2 separate regions of the Danio rerio genome follow, and region 2 is linked to region 1. The links are chromatin contacts, called in public Hi-C maps. All regions are on one chromosome and are shown on one strand. Each heading gives the region's core, a stretch centred on a gene start, on an enhancer-like site or on the middle of the called end of the contact. The rest is flanking DNA. Distances are from core to core; before and after follow the strand shown. Region 1 has its middle 38 kb from the start of fgf10a. Region 2 overlaps nnt (nicotinamide nucleotide transhydrogenase).

What was found. A called contact is a pair of places that touch in the nucleus more often than the background predicts.
Region 2: a Hi-C map of embryo shows a contact between it and region 1, with 2.9 times the contacts expected there. The contact joins two enhancer-like sites. A contact is called at or near these places in 5 of 18 Hi-C or Micro-C datasets (caudal fin, embryo, fibroblasts and 2 more) and 1 of 4 datasets of contacts at active chromatin or transcription factors (caudal fin).

What each region holds. Positions count from the first base shown.
Region 1 is chr21:20,953,609-20,957,095 of GRCz12tu, forward strand. No RefSeq gene overlaps it. Among named protein-coding and RNA genes, the nearest start is that of fgf10a, 38 kb to the right of the region's middle. Within about 2 kb of position 1,748, at least 5 of the 62 cell types and tissues checked have an H3K27ac peak or open chromatin away from gene starts, as enhancers often do.
Region 2 is chr21:21,155,108-21,158,594 of GRCz12tu, forward strand. It overlaps nnt (nicotinamide nucleotide transhydrogenase), which reads right to left. Exons shown (of 22, transcript NM_214756.1): 7 at 1,598-1,785. Among named protein-coding and RNA genes, the nearest start is that of nnt, 16 kb to the right of the region's middle. Within about 2 kb of position 1,929, at least 5 of the 62 cell types and tissues checked have an H3K27ac peak or open chromatin away from gene starts, as enhancers often do.

The sequences.
Region 1 (3,487 bases), core at 498-2,997:
CCTAAAGCAAGAACAAATATAGGCAGGGTTTTCATTATTTGTAATTATAAATCATTTTGGTTCATTTTGCATCAAAAGACTTTAACTTTTAGACGATTAAACTGCAAATACAAGGCAAAATTGAAAAGGTTTCAGAAGAGCGGTATTTAAACATGGGTGGCATGCTTCCTTGGGGATTCCTCAAACCATAACTCTCCCCGATGTGTAAAATACAGTTAAAGTGTATTCATCAGAGAACAATACGTGTTAAATACATTTATATTAAAGGTAAAAACTATGTTACAAACACCTCTCTAATATACATTTAGCATTAATGTATTGTTATCCTTTCAAATTTTGAAAAGATCTTAAAATTGACTGATGACCTGCTGAAACCCTTATCATACTGGCATTAGATGTGATGAAAGAGAAGTTATGTCACTGCAGTGTGGTTTACGGAAGAAAACATTACATTTTTTTCAAGCTTTTCTAAGAACTTCTGTGCACCAAAATGCTTTCTGGGTATTGATTCTTAATTTGTATTCTACAAATGTGAATCCAGCTCAGCGAGGGCAGGAAGAGCTCAGCCCTGTGGCTTCAATTTCATGGCAAATACCGATTTTTGCTTTTGATTTCGTTGTTATTGTTATTGTTTTCTTTTGTTATAATCAGCAGGAGCACCGAGCATTGACGCTCATGCACTTTTTGTCCGTCATCCACCAACTCGCTGTGAATTCTAACAAGTCCTGCGACTTTTAGAATAACAATTCAGTGGTAATACATAAAATAATTCTTACTAAACCATACTGTATAGACATGAACTTTAAGCAAACAAGTAGTGCTTCTACAGTAAACAGTGACTGGTTATATTTGTATTAACAAACACATCAATTAAAGGGACAGTTCACACAAAAATCAAAATCAAAATGCTCACTTGTTGAACTTAATGGAAGGTATACTAAGGAATGCTGTTGGAAATAAGCAAGCACTGACCCCACAGCATTTTTGGTTTCTACTGTGGATGTCATACTTCAGAATATGTTCTTTAGTGTTCAACAGAAGCGAGAAGTTCATAAAAGTTTATAACCACTTGAGAGTAAATGGTGAGGAAACTTTTAGGTGAACTACAGTAAACCTTTAATTCTTGCTACTAGCTAATGCATGCACTACCAAAACGGCATTATTGTGATGCATCATCAGAACGCTGAAGGTCTATTGTTTTAAAAGACTGTTGACAGGCTCACATGTGACTTCCATTTGCTGTTGGTCATTTCTTTAAATTACTGCTTTGGTAAAGAAGGCTGCTTTCAAAGTTTTTTAGATGCCATTTTGGCAAATTGCTCAACTTTCAGCGCCTGAAGGCCGATGCAGCGACAATTTTCCAGCTCATTCCAAGTACACAGTGTTCTTAGATGGCATGCCAATTGAAGTCTGGGTAATGCCACCACTGTACTCAATTCCACAACCTCTTTAAAATGTCTTTTTGCAGCTTTGTCAATAAAGAGTAGAGATGAGTTCAACCAAACAGACGCCAGATTTCAACACTATGGTGTGCCATGCAGAAATACTGTTTTATGTTTTGTACTATTAAAAGGTGGAAAAAATAATTAAGTTGACAGATTATTTTTAATACTCAGTTATGTTATTCGTTTCCTGTCTCAAGAAATTGATTTAAGAAAAATCCTCCTATGTGCTACAGGCCTTAAGCGTGTTACACCTAATGACTGGTTACACCAGACTCAGTGTTGAGAACAGTGTTGTAAAGGCTTTTCTCAGCTAGATGGTGCTGTTGATCAATATTACTCTGAAAAGGCTGAGAGCGTCAAGCATACTGTATATTTTTGGTTGAATACACGAGTTCAAATCATATTTAGCAAATAAAATAGAACAAAAAATATACATAATGTGATTTCGCTGTGCATTATTTTATTATTATTATTATTATGCTTTATTTAAAATGCCTTCAAAACAAAAAGTCCCAATTTGATTTTATACGCAAAGTAAGCATAAAAGCAAAACAAAAATTCTAAAAATAAGTAAAATAAAGTTTCTGTTTTAATCACCAAAATGTCCACAGTATCAATATAAATCTGAAACAACACACCCATATTATATATATATATATATATACACTCATCGGCCACTTTATTAGGTACACCTTTCTAGTACCAGGCCGGACCCCCTATTGCCTTCAAAACTGCCTTAATCCTTCATGGCAGAGATTCAACGAGGTACTGGAAAAATTCCTCCGAGATTTTGGTCCATATTGACATGATAGCATCATACGGTTGCTGCAGATTTGTCGGCTGCACATCCATGATGAGAATCTCCCATTCCACCACATCCCAAAGGTGCTTGATTGGATTGAGATCTGGTGACTGGAGGCCGTATGAGTGCAGTGAATTCATTGCCATGGTCAAGAAACCAGTCTGAGATGATTTGCGCTTTGACATGTTGCATTATCCTGCTGGAAGTAGCCATCAGAAGATAGGTACACTGTGGTCATAGAGGGATAAGCATGGTCAGCAACAATAGTTGCTTAGGCTGTGATGTTGACATGATGCTCAGTTAATACTAATGGACCCTAAATGTGCCAAGAAAATACCCCCTAAACTATTACCACCAGCCTTAACAGTTTATGCAAGGCAGAATGGATCCATGCTTTCATGTTGTTGACATCAAATTCTGACCATATCATCCCAATGTCACAGCAGAAATCAACACACCAGATAAGACAATGTTTTTCCAATCTTCTATTGTCCAATTTTGGTGAGCATGTTTAAAATGTAGCCTCACTTTATTGTTATTAGCAGACAGGAGTGGCACCCGTTGTGGTCTTCTGATGCTGTAGCCCATCTGCTTCAAAGTTGGACAATAAAGTGGTCCGTCAGTGTATTTGTACATACACAGCTTACACCCCATTTTGAAAATGAATATATTTATTAATTCATATATTTTAGTGCATTTGAACAAAACAGATTTATTAAAATAATATTTTGGTCACCAAACATCAACCAAAGGTGTGTGTGGGAAAAAAGAGACCACTTTAAATTAGACTAAAGATTTATGCTCATGAATTTTAGGTAAACAAAACATGTTTAATTCAATAACTAATTCTGTGGAATTATTATTTTTTATTAATTAATTAATTTTTTTGTCTGTGCATCTTTTTCGGGTGTTTTAGAGAGCATGATACCAATGTTTTAACTTTAAAAAGCTTTGAAGAAATGTTGTCAGACCTTTATCAAATAAAACAATTAACAAAAAGTATTAAATTGAGGGAATTGACATGTAATCCTCTAAAAAGTCATCTATCTATAGCCTTTAAAAGCACCACATGCGCTTCTCCAAACCTCCACATCATCACCACCAGAATCTGATACGCCTAAAAGAAACCACATGTAGTAATTGCATATCGAAACAGCCATGATAATGGTATTAATGACATCATCCCCAGATCATCTCCTTCTCTTGTGTGAAACAGACAGAAAACAGCCGAGCACAGTCC
Region 2 (3,487 bases), core at 679-3,178, 200 kb after region 1:
CATTTTGAGTTTACAAATAGTGTATGACTAAACCTTACCATACGACTTTTTGGGTACCCTTTCAGAAGGGTACCTAGCACAACATTAGAGAACCTAAAGGCAGAGCAAGATGCGCAGCTGAATGGTTTACAGAGATGCATCACTAGCTTGTGCACAAGGTAGAAGAATAAAAAGCAACCACCGTTTTTACTGTACATCTATATATGAAATACCGAGCTGCTTGAGCATGATGATAATAACGTGCGAGTGATTAATGAAGTGCTTATGACATTCGATTCTTTCAGAAATGGACAAACGTGAGAGTGAAGAGCGAAAAAACAAAGAAGCTTGGAAAAAAACAAATAAGCAAAGGATTCTTTCAGCAAATGATCTTTTCAGATTCTTTAAAACATGAACAAACCATTGGTACCCTTTTGTCAGTAAAAATGCAAGCCTGATAAAGGTGACCCGTACCGTACTGTACCACTCTGTCACCATTAGATACAAATGGGTGGAAATATGAGCGCAAACTGCCCGACAGTTTCCAGCAAAGTTTGTTGCTGTGACGACCAAAGTACAAGAGCAGCACAACGCACCTGCAACCAGTTTGTGCTTACCGCAGTCTACATTCACAATAGCTTGATATTCTTCTCATGTACCTGCACATATATCTATGCATTTCCTCCAAGTCATCTTAAATAATGCACCAGCAGGATATTTCTATGTAGTGTAATTGATCTTGCTGTTTGCAAAGGTGCTATTATGCTGTTATAGCAATGCTGATAAAACAACAGAACTGTAATATTAGGTATGTTTACCTTTTGCAGCAATTACAGCAGCACATCTACTGGCATAGTATCAATATGTTTCCTGAAAACTAACAGTAATGTTATCCCATACTTAAAATTACACGTGTTACTGTCAATAAAACAAGGTTAATTTATTGGCTTGTATTTTTTAAAATGTTAGTATAATTTAAGTTAAATTTTAATTTAAAAGTCTAAATTTAAAAAGTTAAATTTAAAAATTCTAACAAAACACTTTGTAATAATTATTATTTAATATTTTCTTAAATAATATAAAGCATTTTTAATTTTTTTTTTGTCAAGAGCATCCAGCATTTTTGGCTTCATACCAGATTTTTTATTACAGTGCATATCTAGTAATTACGATATTGTAAATATGTTTGACTTACAAAATAACTCCTTTTTTACAATTACAACACTTACCTTCACTGAAAGGAATACATAAATGATGACTTTTTAAAAACAGTCTTTTACAGCTTCATAAAACTCTAAGACTTCATAAGCATTTGATAGTATTTTAGACCTTCTGCGCATCAAAAAAAAAAAATCTTAGAAAAATATACAATGAATTTGTGTGTTTTACAGAAAAATATTAGCATGTGTTTTTTTTAAAACATAAGCCTGAGTAAAGAGTAAAACGTCAACTCCTGGGTGTGTTAATCCTTTAAAAGTCAAACGATGGAAAAATAAGAGCATAAGCAAACAGCACATCACTTAATATCTGCAAGCCCCAGCACACTGCAAAGGGCAAGTGATGGAAAAACTGCAGAAATGCTAGACGGAAAGGGAGTGAAAAGTGCAGGTGTGCGTACCGGGGATGAGCGCGGTAGTGATAATGATGTCAACATCCAAACACTGCTTGGCAAACAGCTTCATCTCTGCCTCGATGAACTCCTTGGACATCTCCTTAGCGTAACCACCCTGACCTTCTCCTGACTCCTTAATATCCACCTCAAGAGGTTCAGCGCCCAGGGACTTAAACTGCTCCAGTGCAGCCGCTCTGAAATAAGAAGATAGACTCTGTGACCAACACAACACTGCCATCAAGAGGACATTTGCTAAAACTCAGGCTCATGTGGCTTTCAGGAATCGGTGAATCATGGTTAAAAAAAAGTGAAAATATGTATAAACACTCTATAAACATTCTGAATAAACACTGTAAACTCGACTTTTACTATTTTAGTAAAATACAGCTTTTTAAACTACATATTTTATACAATTTGGCAAGATTAGCAGTTTTTTTTCTTGCGCAAGATCTTTTTATGGTTTTGTTTTTGGGAAATCATTGAAAAAAACTTGCAGATTAAACAAACATTGTGAATCCAAAGTTAAGCAGAACAATGACTCAATACTCATTTATAAATACTGACAAAAAAGGGAAATAACAGATGTGCTGGTAGGTTAAAAGCGGAGAGGAAAAAACAAAACACCCTGAAAGTTTTGATGCAAGCAGAAATCATCCGGGTCAAAAAAGTAGCACACTGGAAGGAAAAAAATAGCATTAAAAGTTGGCAGATGAAGAAGCAACATGGATCTGTGGATAAAGCACCCCCTACCACCAGAAACTGATGAAATTGATACACCTCATGCCATATTCAATGCATTTTGAACAAAATACCTGTACTGCGTTACAATCACAAAAGGCAGGGCTATAGGCTAACTTTTTGCACTGGTTGCCTGACTTTCTTCGGTGCACCAGGACAAAGGTTAGGTGGACAAAAATTTGACCGCATCACACATAACACTTTATCCCCCGTAAATCAACATATATACAGGCAATATTGACTTGTAAATGATGTAAAGTTAACTTACTGCCGCACTTTACTTTCTCTGATCGGCTTAAACCTTGACATGAATCTAACAAATGTCTGTTGAACCACAGTCACAGAGACATTTTTGATTTATTAATTTTTTGCCCTCAGATGGCTGGTCGCACTGGTGTGATCTCAGATTTTCTTTGGTTACACCATTGAGAAATTTGGTTGTACTCTAGAGCCCTGAAAGGAACGTTTCTGAAACATCTAAATATGACAAAAGGTATACGATTTAAATAAACCCAGCGTTTCTATATCTGAAGTAAGAAATAAATTGAAAGTCTTTTATGCTTTCCAATACTGAACTTGCATTTTTTAAATTCAACTTAACTTAAAATAAATGTCTAGTTTAATGCATTTTACAAATTATTTAATTACTATAAAGCTGAATTTTTTAATCATCCATTATTATTATTATTATTATTATTATTATTATTATTACTCTGTTGATTTTGCCACACAAGAAACACATTCTAGAGAGGTTAACACATTCATAAGTTATTTGTGAAAAAGTGTCACACACTCATTTAAAACACCCATTGACTGAAGACAAACAGTACAAAATGCTAATTTAGGCCACTAAAATTGTAAGATATTTATTGTAAGACTGACACTTATTGGCAGTTTTAGTTTCATAAATAGAGTAATATTAATAAAATAAAAAAGTAATAGTTCACTCAAGTTTCACAAAACAAAGAACTCGGTTACATTTGACCATAACTGAATAAAAAATAAATATAAAAATGTAATCATGTGTAATAAATGTTATGTTGAAAAAAGAACATGTGATGTTTTTGATGCTCATCTCATTGTAATTTTCTCAATAATGGATTTAAATATTGAGGGTACTGTGTACTGTGAATGAAATTAATTTTTTCATTTTTTATT